2 separate regions of the Mus musculus genome follow, and region 2 is linked to region 1. The links are chromatin contacts, called in public HiChIP or PLAC-seq maps. All regions are on one chromosome and are shown on one strand. The core of a region is the stretch at or near the end of the contact, and the rest is flanking DNA. Distances in the headings are between cores, read along the strand shown. Region 1 has its middle 170 kb from the start of Gm41333. Region 2 has its middle 29 kb from the start of Gm41333.

Region 1 (7,063 bases), core at 3,571-6,070:
AATGATCAAAGGGAAATTTAGAGAGAGGGCTAAGGAAAATCTTCTATGATTGATCTGGAGGTGGGGAAAGAGGAAGCTGCTGGGCTCTTGGCTGTAGATTTGGAATCCTGCCAAGAGTCAAATCTGGGAGCTGCCCCAAATCACAGGCTGGGAACCTGCATGATGAAATCTAAGTAGACATCCATCGGAAGCTAAGAGTCTCTTTTACTCAGACTTCCCTTGACTGTACATTGCATGTCCTACAAGCTCGAAAGTAACGTTCAGTCCTATGGACTTGATGGCAGTCAATAAGAGCAGTTTTAAAATACTGCTTTAAATTTATTTTAAAGCAATAACTTATTAAGCTCATGTATCAATAAGTTGATGTCCATGCAGCTAACACAGCAAAGTCAGTCCTCTCTGAGAACATAATGAAGGTTTGAGATTAAATTGCTTATCATTTTAAAATTTATTACCATTAAAGGATTTATATTGACCCATTTAAGTGAACCCAAAACAAAATCTAACACTTTTTTTCTTGCTTTAAGCATCTTTAGCTCCATATTATTCCCAGTAAGGTCAAACCCAAGATTTTTCAGTTTTGATGACATCTCCATTAACACCTTTTCATGTTTGAATTCTAACAGAGCTGCTGGGGAAAAACAACAGAAATTGATGAAATCCTACTGAAATAGAGCTTTCAGAAGGATGCAGCCACGAGGCTGCAAAGGGCTTACAATATATATGCTCTGTTCCAGTAAAAGATGAACATGTATCAGGACAAGCATTTATGACTCTGCCTATAGAGTTTCTCTGGGTCCAAAGCAAATTCCAGGGAACTAATGGAATTGTTTTGGCAGTGGATGGAATAAATGAAGCCCTTATCCAAGGATGGATAGAAATTGGAGAATAGATACTACTATAGCTAGCTGTTTTTCAAGTAAATCTCTGAAGAATATTCCAGAACTCATTAAAGTTCCTACAACATTAGCCACTTTCCCACCCCTGTTCATCTTCTACTGATTTTTATTATTGGTTTCCTGCCTTGTCTGTCTACTCCTAAGCTGAATCCTATCAGGATCACTTTCTCCTAAACGCTGCCTCAAGATACACGTTTGGGAAATGTGGTCCAGACAAGATAGTGATTAGTTATCAGGACATTTGAGATTAGGAAATAAGTAAAGGGCTGGGTTGTAGTTCATAGAGTGGTGTTTTTTTGTTTGTTTGTTTGTGGATTAGGACTGGGGTTTAATCCTCAGTTTAGAGAGGAAAGGCACATAGAGATAGAGTGAGGACAGAATGGTTGTGAGAGATAGGGAAGACAGAGGGAAGGGGGAGAAGGAAGGGAGGGATGGAAAGAAAGGGGGGAAGGGAGGAAGGGAGGGAGGGAGGGAGGAAGGAAGGAAGGAAGGAAGGAAGGAAGGAAGGAAGGAAGGAAGGAAGGAAGGAAGGAAGGATGGATGGAAGGAAGGAAAAGGAAAGGGGAAATTGGAATAAAGGTATGTGGCATGGCAAAAGCAACTCATAGGGGCTCTAGTGACTATAATATGAAAATAGCAAATTATTCCACCACTGTCTTGTGTTTACACTGTCATTTGATCTCAGGATAGCCTGTGGTTATTAGTGTCCCCATAGCTCCATAACAGGGCACTCTCATGTCTTATGTCATTTGCCCAAATTAAAAATACTTGACAGACGCATCTTCTGAGATGAGAATAAAACACATACCACAGCTGTGCTGTCAGGAATATGGAAAAGTAAAGATTTGTACAGTTTTAGCATCTATATTAAAAGAGATTTAGCCTCTTATCAAGAGTTATGAGGAGTCCCAAACATGGAATGAGTTATTATTGACAATATACAATTTCTAGTCACACTAAATGACATTTTGTTTTGCTTTAACCCTACCTTTTCTGTCATGACACTCTGACTTAGTACCTGCTTCTCCCTCCCTCCCTCCCTCCCTCCCTCCCTCCCTCCCTCCCTCCCTCCCTCCCTCCCTTCCTTCCTTCCTCTTCCCTCCCTCCTTCTTTTCCTCCCTTCCCTTTTCCTTCCCTGCTTCCCTCCGTTCCTTTCATAAAAATGTTGTGTTCATACTTGAGTATGAGGGCTGCCTATCCATGCTCTCTTTGTATCCGTGTCCCATCCCAGGCATGGTACTTATGGTGAAGTACTGCGATGGAATACACACCTTTCCTACTAACCACAGGGCTGATGGAGATTGCTCCCTTGCTACTACCTTAGAAACTGACATAATATAAATCATCGAGTGAGAGTTCACAAATTTTTACCTAAAAAGAAAAAGGTGACCTGCTGAAAAAGTAAATTCATCTACTATGAATTATGTCCATTAATGGATGGGTGGCAAGACCCCAGAGACATCTTATGGATGAGGAACAATTAACACTTATTCTGTTTCTTGAAAGAATAGATAGTGCCAGAAGTTTAATGAATTTCAAATTCCTTTATATTAACAGATTCAACATCAGCTTTTTTATTTTATTTTATTTTATTTTATTTTATTTTATTTTATTTTATGGTTTTTTTGAGACAGGGTTTCTCTGTGTAGCCCTGGCTGTCCTGGCACTCACTTTGTAGATAGACCAGGCTGGCCTCGAACTCAGAAATCCGCCTACCTCTGCCTCCGGAGTGCTGGGATTAAAGGCGTGTGCCACCACACCCGGCTAACATCAGCTTTTTGAAGGCATTGTATTGAGAACTATTTTTTTTAACCTAATTATTCAACAAATATGAATAACTCCAAATCCATCATGATGAGAGAAGGTTGGGTCTCTATTCTTAGGGTAAATGCCTAAAGCTGTCCAGGTATTTTTATAGGCCTGTGCAGCAGCGTGCATGTGTCCCATGCTACATGGTTTGAACCAGTGTGGACCACTGATGAGGAAGAAATGAACCTATGCTGTGGAGGTTTAGAAGAAGGAGCCTGTAATTTCTAATCTGGAGATTCTGCCACTGCCAGAAACATTAGCAAAGAAAGGTATTTAGGAAGAAAGGTTAAATAACAAAGAGGAAGAACTTATAAGTACTCAAGAGGGATCTAGGGACTTAATGATGTCCAGATTGCTGGGTACTAGAATGTGAAGTCTGAGTGGACAGAGTTGAAGCTAGGGCTAGGGTAGAAGCATATATGATTCTTGAATCTATCCTGAAGAATTTGAATTATATTACTGACAGTAAATAGGGAGTCACTGATAATTTTAAATAAGAGACTATAGGGGAGGAATAATAATTTTCTTTTGTCATGATTTTCTAGGTGCAGCAAAAGGTAGAACAAGAGAACAAACAAAAGGAAACTCATATGTTCCTGCAAGAAAACCCACAGAATGTAGCACGGGTTCATAGAGTGCATCTCTAGGAAAGAGACTGAACCTCAGACTTAAATATTAGCACCTTCTGGAAAAAAAGCAAAGTTCTTCATAGCAAGATGGGTAGGAAAAGCCCCTCAAACAAAGCTTAGTTGTGCTCTGCAGCTCACACTCCATGCCTTTTCCAATTTCTCATTCTTCAGTGATTTATTTAATGGGTCTTTTTTTTTTCCTGGTAAGAGGGAGTCTCTCTCAAAGTTAACTTCCTCTATAGATGTGGCTCTTCTTATAAGAAGGCAGCTACTTTTTAAAGAACTACTCTCATGTCTATATGCTTTAAAATAACAAGCTCAAAATAATCCTACTGCTAAAGAGGCACATTTTCCAGTCTATAGTCTGGCCTTGTACAGTCATACCTTCAGTCATTGTTTTCTGGGTTCCATTAGGAGTGAAATGACCTAAAGTTTGGACTTCTTGGAGCATGATGCTGAGTAATGTAAGAAGTCTGTATATGTCTACTTTCCTTACCTGTACAGTCAGGATAATGGGGGCTTTTAATTAGCTAAGCACAGTAAGCACACACGTAGAATTCTAGCACCTGGAAGATAAAGGCAAGAGGATCAGGAGTTTGAGTATCACCTCTGTTGCACAGTGAATTTGACACCAACATGTGTTATGTAAGACTCTTAAAAACATTAAAAAAGGAAAAGAAAGAAAACCAGCTAAGATTTTACTCAGTCATAGTAGTACATTCTACTACATTATGGTTTATTTTAGAACACTTACTGTCAGTAAAGACCATGCATTGGAAACCAGTTAGAGATGGGAATGTAAACATGATGAGGGTGTATGTGCTTAGATCAAGGAGATGACAAAGACTTTGTTAGTGCTCCGCCAGTACAATATAAGAATGAAAGTAGGCTTGGAAGGAGGCAGAAGACAAAAGACCTGAGAGAGGCTAGGAAGTGCTTAGGTTCATAGGTCAACAACTATAGTAATTATTACTGGGATATGATCCTTCTAGAACCTTTGTCCTTAACCTGCCAAACACTAGTCACTACTAATGAGACTGTTTATCTTCAGATAGTGAAGCTTCCTAAGGCTTAAGTCTTACTTCAATCGTGTATTTGGTACCCAGCATGACAGCACAATAGGTGATCAAATAAATTCTTTGTGACTTGATTTTAACTTGCTTCTTCTAGCAATAGTATGTTAAGTCCTAAAGCAGTGAAAACTAATGAGTGAGTTCCTTCTTTGACCTTTCAGGGGTAGAAGCAAGCATGCTAACAGGGAGGAGATATAGTCTAGACTTGCCCATTTTAACCAAGTTGCTGGGTGCTTTTTGAGCATGCACAAGTTCACTAGGACCTGTTTATTGTCCTCTAAACGGTGTGCCAAATGCTGCATTCCTCTCTGCTTTGTCATGCATCTATGATTGCTAGTCACATGGTAACTAGTGACCATGCTCTCATCTTATGCAATAGCTCCCGGTGGACTCCTGGTCAGGGGATAAATGAGGCGATGCATTCCTGAGTTATGACTGGCCTGCTGGGTCCACTTGCAGGACACCTTGCTCATCTACACCGTACCCCCTCCCCCCCAGCTTCCTTAACAGGTTTCTCATTTCTCCCCATAAAGATCATGTTTCAGGTTTTATGTTGAAACTTTGACAGCCTCCTCTCCAGAGGTGACTTCAGAAACCTGATGAGAGCCCCATTAGGTTCAAAAGAACTGCTTACAAGCAGGGGCAGAAGGGCTTGGAGGGGTAGGGGAATGAAGTCTTCCTAAGTACTGGAGGCAGGCACAAAAATGGATGCTTTGCTTTAGAAGACAGGATGTGGCTTCATCATTACCAGCTGTTGTATGTTGGCACAAGCCCCTCTTCTCCATCATGTTACTTTCTTGTTCTAGAACATGGGAATAAAACATTTCCTCTTCAGGTTGCTAGGACAATATATCCAGGTGATGATTATAAAAGAAGCCCCAATAGGAAGCTTCTATACAAAGCCCCTATATTCAGCTCGCTCAGAATAGCTCATGCAGAGCTAAGATAGAGTTAAATAGAGCAAGAGACATTTTTTGGGGGGAAATGTTGATGGAGGATGAGAAGAAATAGAAGAAGCTTATCACGCTGTGAAGGGAGTGCTATCCCTAGAGAAGGCCATGAGGAAAGCAAGAGGAGTCCATTGAGCCACAAGCCATAGAACATTATTTCTTGGGTCTCTGCTAGGCAGGTGATAAAACACAGAATAATGATTCTGGTCAGAGTCCAGCTATAAAGGGACCCTTTGGTTTTAATATATATGTAGCCCGCAGGATCTAGGTGGAAATAGCCCACGAGTGTGAGTTTCACTCTGCGTGCTAGAAGAACTCTGATGACGGAACAGCTGGGGACTATGGGGTTCCTATGTTCCAGTCCTTAGGTTTTCTGCTGAGCAGACATCTTGATATGAACCTCTCTTTTTTTTCCCCTATCACTTTCTATGACCATGTTATGCAGCTAAAGATTTCTATCATACACTTTGTTAGTGCAGGTCTGGTGTAATAAAACTCTATAAATATGTTAGCATAAACTTGAAAATGTATTATTTTACAATTTTTGAAACTTGATCTTCAAGATAAGGTGTCTATAGGATTTTTTTTTTTAATGGGTAGACAATGCCCTTCTTTTGTTTTCTTATTGTCTTTCCTCTGGTGTTTGGCATAAGAGTAGTAGTTCACTTAGATCAGGACCCAGTTGACTTTGCTCAAACTTAATTACCTCCTGAAAGTCCTTATTTCAAAACATTGTCTCATTGTGGATTCAGCCTTGACTGTGTGAGCTTGGTGAAAAGAGTTCAATTCTCATGCCTCTCATATATATTATTCAGTAAATGGGTTTTCTCTTCCTTTCTTTCTCCATGTTATTCATTCATACATTCATTTACTTAGTGTGTGGTGTATGTATGTATGTATGTATGTATGTATAGGTAAACATAAGTCTATGTGTGCCCACACATATGTGTATATGTGTGTGTGGAAACCGAAGAACAACCTGGGGTATCATTCTTCAGGAGTAGTCTACCTTATTTTGAGACCGGGTCTCTCCCATTGGCCTGGAGCTCACCAGTCTCCACTGACAGATCTCCACCTCCACAATGCTCATCACGACAGGGTTATAACTCAAACCTTCATGATATTGAGGCAAGTACTATACTGTTTCCACACTTCTTTACCATTTTCCTACAGACCCATTTCCCCTGCTTTCTATATTAGCAATTTACATGTGTGTTAGAACTGCAGACAGAAGATACAATTTTCACTACTGAGCTTAGGAAGCAGCGGGGATGAGAAACTGGGTCTGGCTCTTCAGGGTGGCAAGTACAATGAAAAGAAGAGATACTGGGCATTCAAAGAACTGAGAAGAGAGATTACAGATCTAGACTCAGCTTGTCCTGATGGTAGAAGACTGCTTTAGGAAGAAGGTGGTATCCAAGTCATCTTTAAAGACTGGGTAGAGTTTAGTAACCAGGAAGATGAGAAAGGAACATTTATGAATTAAGACCATCTTGAACAGAACTGCCAAGCAGGAAGCATGCATGGGCCTGACCTAGGCCCTCTGCACATATGTTACAGTTGTGTGGCTTGGTCTTCATGTAGGACTCCTAACAGCAGGAGCAGGAGTTTTATCTCTGACTCTGTTGCCTGCCTTTGGGAACCCTTCCTCTTACTGAGATGCTTTGTCTAGCTTCAATAAGAGATGATGACCTAGTCTTAAC
Region 2 (6,234 bases), core at 2,347-4,846, 200 kb after region 1:
AATGATTGGAGTTAGCACAGGGCATTTGCAACGGGTACATATTGGAGCCAGTCATGTGGAACAAAGCTTGATTTATAATCTGCATGGCTACAAACAAGCTCATTTCAAATTTGATCTTTAGGGTCCTGCATGTGATTATGATATATATTTTTTTCTGGAAGCTCATGAGTTGTATACATTTTAGAAGATCCTCTAATAAAACGTAATTTCATTATTATCAAAGTGAAATAATAGCCTCAATTTCTTCTATACACTCTCCTGCTGCCAGTCTTACATATACACACATATATATCAGAGACATCACTATATAAACCCATTACAATCCTCTTTCTCCATCCTAAGAGATGCAATCATATATCGCTTGTAGAACTGGAAGAAAATTAGGTACAAAGATTGTATAGTCCAAGAGCCTTGTTTTCACCAATAAATGGCAGCCTGATACTATGACATCATAGGTTTGAAATCACACAGTTGTATCCACTGTTTTGTTCTGGGTACTCTACTTATTACTACACATGCATTATTTTATCCTTATAAAATGATTATGAGGGCTATATACTTAAGTATGACTGACAAACTGTGTGTGGCACACACAGAGGAAATAGTTTGTAAAAAGACTCAACTGGATTTCCATACCTAGCCTAGGGAGTCTCTAACTCCCTTCCCACTTTGTACTCCCATTCTCTGTTCTGTCTCCACACGGCTAGATAGGGGATCAGGCCTTAGTTTCCCAGAACTTACATAAGTAGGCTATGCCATTCTTTTTTCCTAAGATTTTTTTTCTGTCCCACGAGAGATGGGGAAGTTGTGAGGATACTGCAATTCAGCAATGACTTGTTTTGCTAAATGTTAAGAACTTTTGCCTGGGATCTTTCCCAACCGCCTTTGCTGTTCTTCAACTCTGAGCCAAGAACTTGAGTCAGAAAAATCCCAATTTTAATCTGTGTCCTTAAGCAAGACTTAAAGGGTAATTTGTGTCTTCAGTTTGTTCATATAAAATATAGGTTTATAATAGTAGCTACAGGTAGTTTTCCTGAGTATCAAATGATAAACAAGTAAATGCTTTGAAAACCAAAAGTGCTAAATATTACTCACTGTTGATATACCAAACAGAGGTAGAAGCTATGTCTTACAACTCGTAGTCTTTGAGAGAGATATATATAAATGTTAGAGAACTGATTCTTGAAGCCATGATCAGTGTCCTGCCTGCAAGTTTTTGTTTGCTCTGTTTTAATACATGTACAAGCAAACTACTGGTTGTTTTAAAATGGTAGGTAAAGAAATGAATGAGAACACAGAGCCTTTTTATCAGGTCACCAATAGGACTTCACCAGCCAACTAAGTCCTTGGCAGTAGCCTCATCCAATAAATCAGCATGTCAAAAGAAATAATGAGTCCTCCCCAGGAACAAGAACAAACCCACCAAGCTCTTCAAGATGGACTTAAAGCAGAAATCTCCAAGAGCGCCTCCCCACATTTCCCTCCTTTTCCATTCATAAAAGAAAAGGGCTAGCTATGGATAATGGCATTCCTTTGACCAAGTGAGTCAAGAGGCTCATCTACCCAGAACGACCCATAGAGATCCAGATAAGATAATGATTTGACTGCCTATTGTATATATAAGCATTTCTTGTCCAGCCAGCCAGAGTAATTTTCTAATCTGAGATATACTCAGAATTTTTATTTGGGCTGGACCCTAGGAACCAAATAGTAAACAGAATAGTTAGTCCCTGGCAATAAGGAGGGTTGGGTAGTTTGCTTTCAGAAATGTGAGAGAAAGCAGATCAACTGTGTAATGCTAGGTTTGGTCTTAAAAGATCTCAGAGATAAAAAATAATGCCTACCAAATATTGCCCTACCTTATTTTATCCAGACAGAAATAAAGACTGAAAAGGTACACAAGGTGAGACGTTATGGCCAGAGCCATAGTCACATGACCAAATGGATGCTCATTTCTTTGCACCTGTTTCTGTGCTTTCCCCATAGCAGTTTAGCCACTCTCGACTTGGTTTAACTCAGCACACATTCCTCTTATACGCTTGCTATATCTCCAGAACCAGGTCTAGAGTAGAAAATGTAGGAAGCCATCAACAAAGATCTATTTACAGGTGCATCCTGCTTCACCTAATCCTTACAAAAACATTGTGAATCTGAGACCCTTATCTCAAAAACAAAAGAATAAATGAAGCATCATCTGTCGTCTCATTCCACATCACATGATTCTAGTCTTAAGTTATTAGACCTCTCATTCTGGGTTTTCCAGTCAGTACCAAGTGATCTTCCTTGCCACATATCTTTCTTTATTCTTTCCTTGACAACTGTTATACTCTCTTACATGTTTATTTCCTCAAGCCTTTGTTGTAATTCAGTTGTTAGGGATGGACAGTGATCTGGGGAACTGAGAAAGTCACTGATCTCAGGAGCTAAGAAGGTCCATAGACCAAAGACCACACAGAGCCCATAGATTTTGCAGATCAGTTTTTTTTTTTAATGCTAAGAATAAAAATGGAGCAAAGTAAAGGAGAGGCAGACTGACCAGAAGAAGCCTCCTTCTCAATGAAGTATCCAGGGGAAACTCTACTGAAGGAACAGTATCTGAATGTAGGCCGAACATTGTGCAGACCATGGATAGAAAGGGGAAGTCAGGCAACAGCCTTGGGTCTACTTTGAGAATAGAAACACAAGTCAAGCCTTGGTGAAGGAGTCAATAAACTGTATCAGATAAGAACACATGGGCAGACATCAATCCTGCTGGTAGGAACTATATTCTGAGCTAATGATTGGCTTACTCACATAAGTAGAGTCATTCAAATTCTCTGTATCTTATTCTGCCCTTCTCTAGGAGGGTACTGATGAGAGCATTCACTTCTGGGGTCATGTGAGGATTTTAAATTGAAAGCAGTACCTGGCACACATTCAACAAGTACCCACTAGTTCTTGCTACTTCAGAGCTAATATCATTATTTATTCTGCTTTTATACTTTCTTCCTTTGAAAAACAGCAGGAGCTTGTTATACACGTATTTCTCCAATAAAGTGTGAGGAAGGCCAATAAAATAAAATCAATAAAAGAGGAAGCTGTTCTGGCTGACTCAAGGGAGTAGCAGGCAAGCACACCATCTGTTCAACCCCACCCAGGCCCCATGGTGGTCCTGAGGATGCCCTGGGCTCCAGCACTCACAGCTAACTACTTTCCTGTGAGAGCTCAAAACAGAGAGATTAGCATCAAAAAAGTGGGGGGGCTAGATACGTCACTATCAAAAAATGAAAACTGTAAAGTAGAATATCTTGGTTCTTTTAAACAAGACCTTTTCTTCTCTGTCTCTGTGTGCCTCTCTGTGCCCCTATCTCTATCTCTCTAGGTCTCTCTGACTCTTGTCTCTCTCTCCTTTTCTTCTTCTTTCCTTCCTTCCTTCCTTTGAGAAAAGAGATTACCAGGCCACACCACCAAAGCCACCCTTCTTGAGGTGGTTTTTGGAGCTTGTTTATGTTGCTCAGACTTAGTCATAAGTTCAGAACATTCTGTGGGTTTTACTGGAACTCAGTATCATGGCTCATCCCAACTCAGCTTGCTCTGTCTGAGGCTGCCAGTGGCCTCCCATGGGACAATGGCTCAGAGTCTCAGGCTGCACACACGAGAAAGCAGGTCTTGTGGTTCCTCATAAGCCTTAGGAATGGCCTCTCTATTTCCAAAGGCCTGCAGTTAAACTTAGGAACCAGAAGAGGTGTGTTGACTCATATTTGATGTTCCCTGGGGACACCTGCTACTTCCTGAAGCCTAGTAGCTTGTCATTTTGTGTTCCTAGATATGTTTCTCCCACCCAGAAATCCACAAAGTTATGGTATTTTTCCTTGTATGTACCTTGCAAGCTGCTGTAGGAGTTGGGTGTGGTTAGCCCAAATATCGGTTTGTTGTTGAAGGTTTGATGGTTTCTGACTGTTTACTTAGCTTTAGTTCACTGGAGCACTTAGCAACACTTCATCTTTTGGGGGTTTCTGAGCCTCACCTTGTGTGCCCAAAGACACTTCTGTTGTGTGTTTTCTTACATGTAGATGGAGCGCAAGCACTTTCACACCTAGAATCTGGTGTGAACCCATCAGCAATACTGTGAGGCACAATTAAAACTCTTCCTTTAGGAGATGAAAATGGGACCCAAAGGCATTAACTAAGTTATATAGGTTCACTCAGTGGATGGGCATGAAAACATCCTTAGAGCTACATCAGGTGGACTCCTGGTCCTCTTTTCTATTCACTTTGCTATATTTTAATGTGACAGCCCATCAGATTTTAACATGAAGATCATTGCATCTCTCATAAGATGTTTGCATTCTTGATACTTGTGGTTTACTTACTTGGTTGAATTTAAAGATTCAGTGGGAGAAAGAAAGAAACAGAGAAGGAGGGAGGGAGGGAGGGAGAGAGGGGGGGCTAGGGGGACACTGGGTGTTTATGTGCATGTGTAATGTGTATGTTTGTGTCAATGTGTAGAGAAATGGGCAGAAAAAAATAAGAAATTAAATTTCTGTTTGATCTGGTTTCAGTTTCCAGAGCTATCAAGCAAAAGGTGTGTAAAGAGTACTTCTAAAATCCTTATGAGCTTATAATACTAAACCTCCATGCTGTAACAAGAGGGATAGTGATGTGTCCTATTCTCTGTCACTCACTTTTATACTTAAAGACCTTTGTTTCTCCCAAAGTCAAATCGATTGAAGAGAAAAATCTAGTGGGGGCACCAGGACAAAGGGCTCGCTAGCGTTTGATGTACCCACTGCCAGGAGGAGATGTGAGCCTAAAAGGAAGCTGTTTTGTTTTGTGCACGTTTCCTGCGATGTTTCTTTGGTGGTAGGGTTGAGATAATTCAGCATCACTGGTTTTCTAGTTGTTCCAAATTCCAATAGAAACATAATGGTCTGAAGATGCCTGGTCGCATCTGAAATGATGAGTATATGAGGTTAAATTCCCCATGCCTCAGGGAGAGTGTTTGGGAAGAAGCAGTTTTCAGGACAGAGCATGAGGGTTTCTAACTCACAAGAACTTAGACATCAAGAAGCAAACACAATGGACGAAGCAAGTGGAAGTTTCATGAAGCACCCACTTTGCTCTTGAACTGAACATTCAGAGCAGTGGTCGTTTAATAAAGGAAAAGAGGAGAAACAAAGCTTAAAGAACAGAATTGTAGATACCAATAGCTATACTTATACTAGGGATATTCCCTGCAAAAACTGATCAGGAATTATCTTTCACACATGATTCAGGAAGGTATGGTCTTATGGGTCATATCAAGCCAAATTTGGCCAAAATTGATTATTTCTTACCCAGCATAGAAAATCTTTTTTTTTTTTTTAAACAAGAGTCAATGCTGGAAAGGGCTTTAGAGCCTACTATATCTAACTTCTTTTAAAACAAAAACTGATATAAAAACCTCATAAAATAGTGAATACTTCCACTATTTTTCAGGCTTTTAATTTCTCCAAAGACCAGTAATTAGAGCCACAGCAAAACAATATGAAAGGGTTTACAATGACAACTATGATATTTATTTGTTGTATGGCCTTGTGTGTTGTGGGGGGGGGAAATCTAGTTTTATGAGCATTAGTTTGTTTGTTTGTTTTAAAGAAATTGGAACTATTCCTATTTCTTTATAAGGGACGTTGTGAAAATTAAATAAAATTAACACATGCCTGACACAAAGAAAGTATTCAATGAATGTTTACTTTTAATATGTTTTATGTAAACATATCTCATTTTAATCCTGTGGGCAACATATGAGTTAGTCATTAGTACTCCTATTTTATGTATGAGCAGATTGAACCTAAGAGAATTTAAATTATGTTGACCACAGTAACAAAACTAGTGGATAGCAGAGCTGGGAAAAAAGCTTAGCTTGATCAAGCTGCAAAGCCCAGTTGTTTTCAATTAAATCATGGTGACTTCATGCTAAGAAAAATTAAGCTTTTTAGCAACTGAGAAACGGCATAATATGCCATTTAAGCTTATGAACCAACACTATCTTTGCAGCATTATGAAAATTAAGTGAGATAATAAAAATAAACATTTTTTCCACACTGGGCACATAATAGTCACTTGTATGGGCACAGAGAAAATATTCAATAAATAGTAACAAATAATTGATGGCATTTATTTTGCATATTAGCAGCAGTACAGAACATGTCTGCTTCTGCCTTAGCACTCTACAGGCGGACAAGGATACTCCATATCTTCTTCCAGTTGCTC

The links. HiChIP or PLAC-seq counts read pairs in DNA pulled down with a chosen protein or histone mark.
Region 2: a contact with region 1 is called in a FOXA1 HiChIP or PLAC-seq map of pancreatic cancer cells. The contact joins two enhancer-like sites. A contact is called at or near these places in 1 of 15 datasets of contacts at CTCF or cohesin (CD8 T cells), 1 of 484 Hi-C or Micro-C datasets (nephron progenitors) and 2 of 115 datasets of contacts at active chromatin or transcription factors (CD8 T cells and pancreatic cancer cells).

The regions. Positions count from the first base shown.
Region 1 is chr15:62,496,386-62,503,448 of GRCm38.p6, forward strand. No RefSeq gene overlaps it. Among named protein-coding and RNA genes, the nearest start is that of Gm41333, 170 kb to the right of the region's middle. Within about 2 kb of position 4,821, at least 61 of the 459 cell types and tissues checked have an H3K27ac peak or open chromatin away from gene starts, as enhancers often do. A contact at or near this core is called in pancreatic cancer cells, where this site is marked.
Region 2 is chr15:62,695,200-62,701,433 of GRCm38.p6, forward strand. No RefSeq gene overlaps it. Among named protein-coding and RNA genes, the nearest start is that of Gm41333, 29 kb to the left of the region's middle. Within about 2 kb of position 3,597, at least 72 of the 459 cell types and tissues checked have an H3K27ac peak or open chromatin away from gene starts, as enhancers often do. A contact at or near this core is called in pancreatic cancer cells, where this site is marked.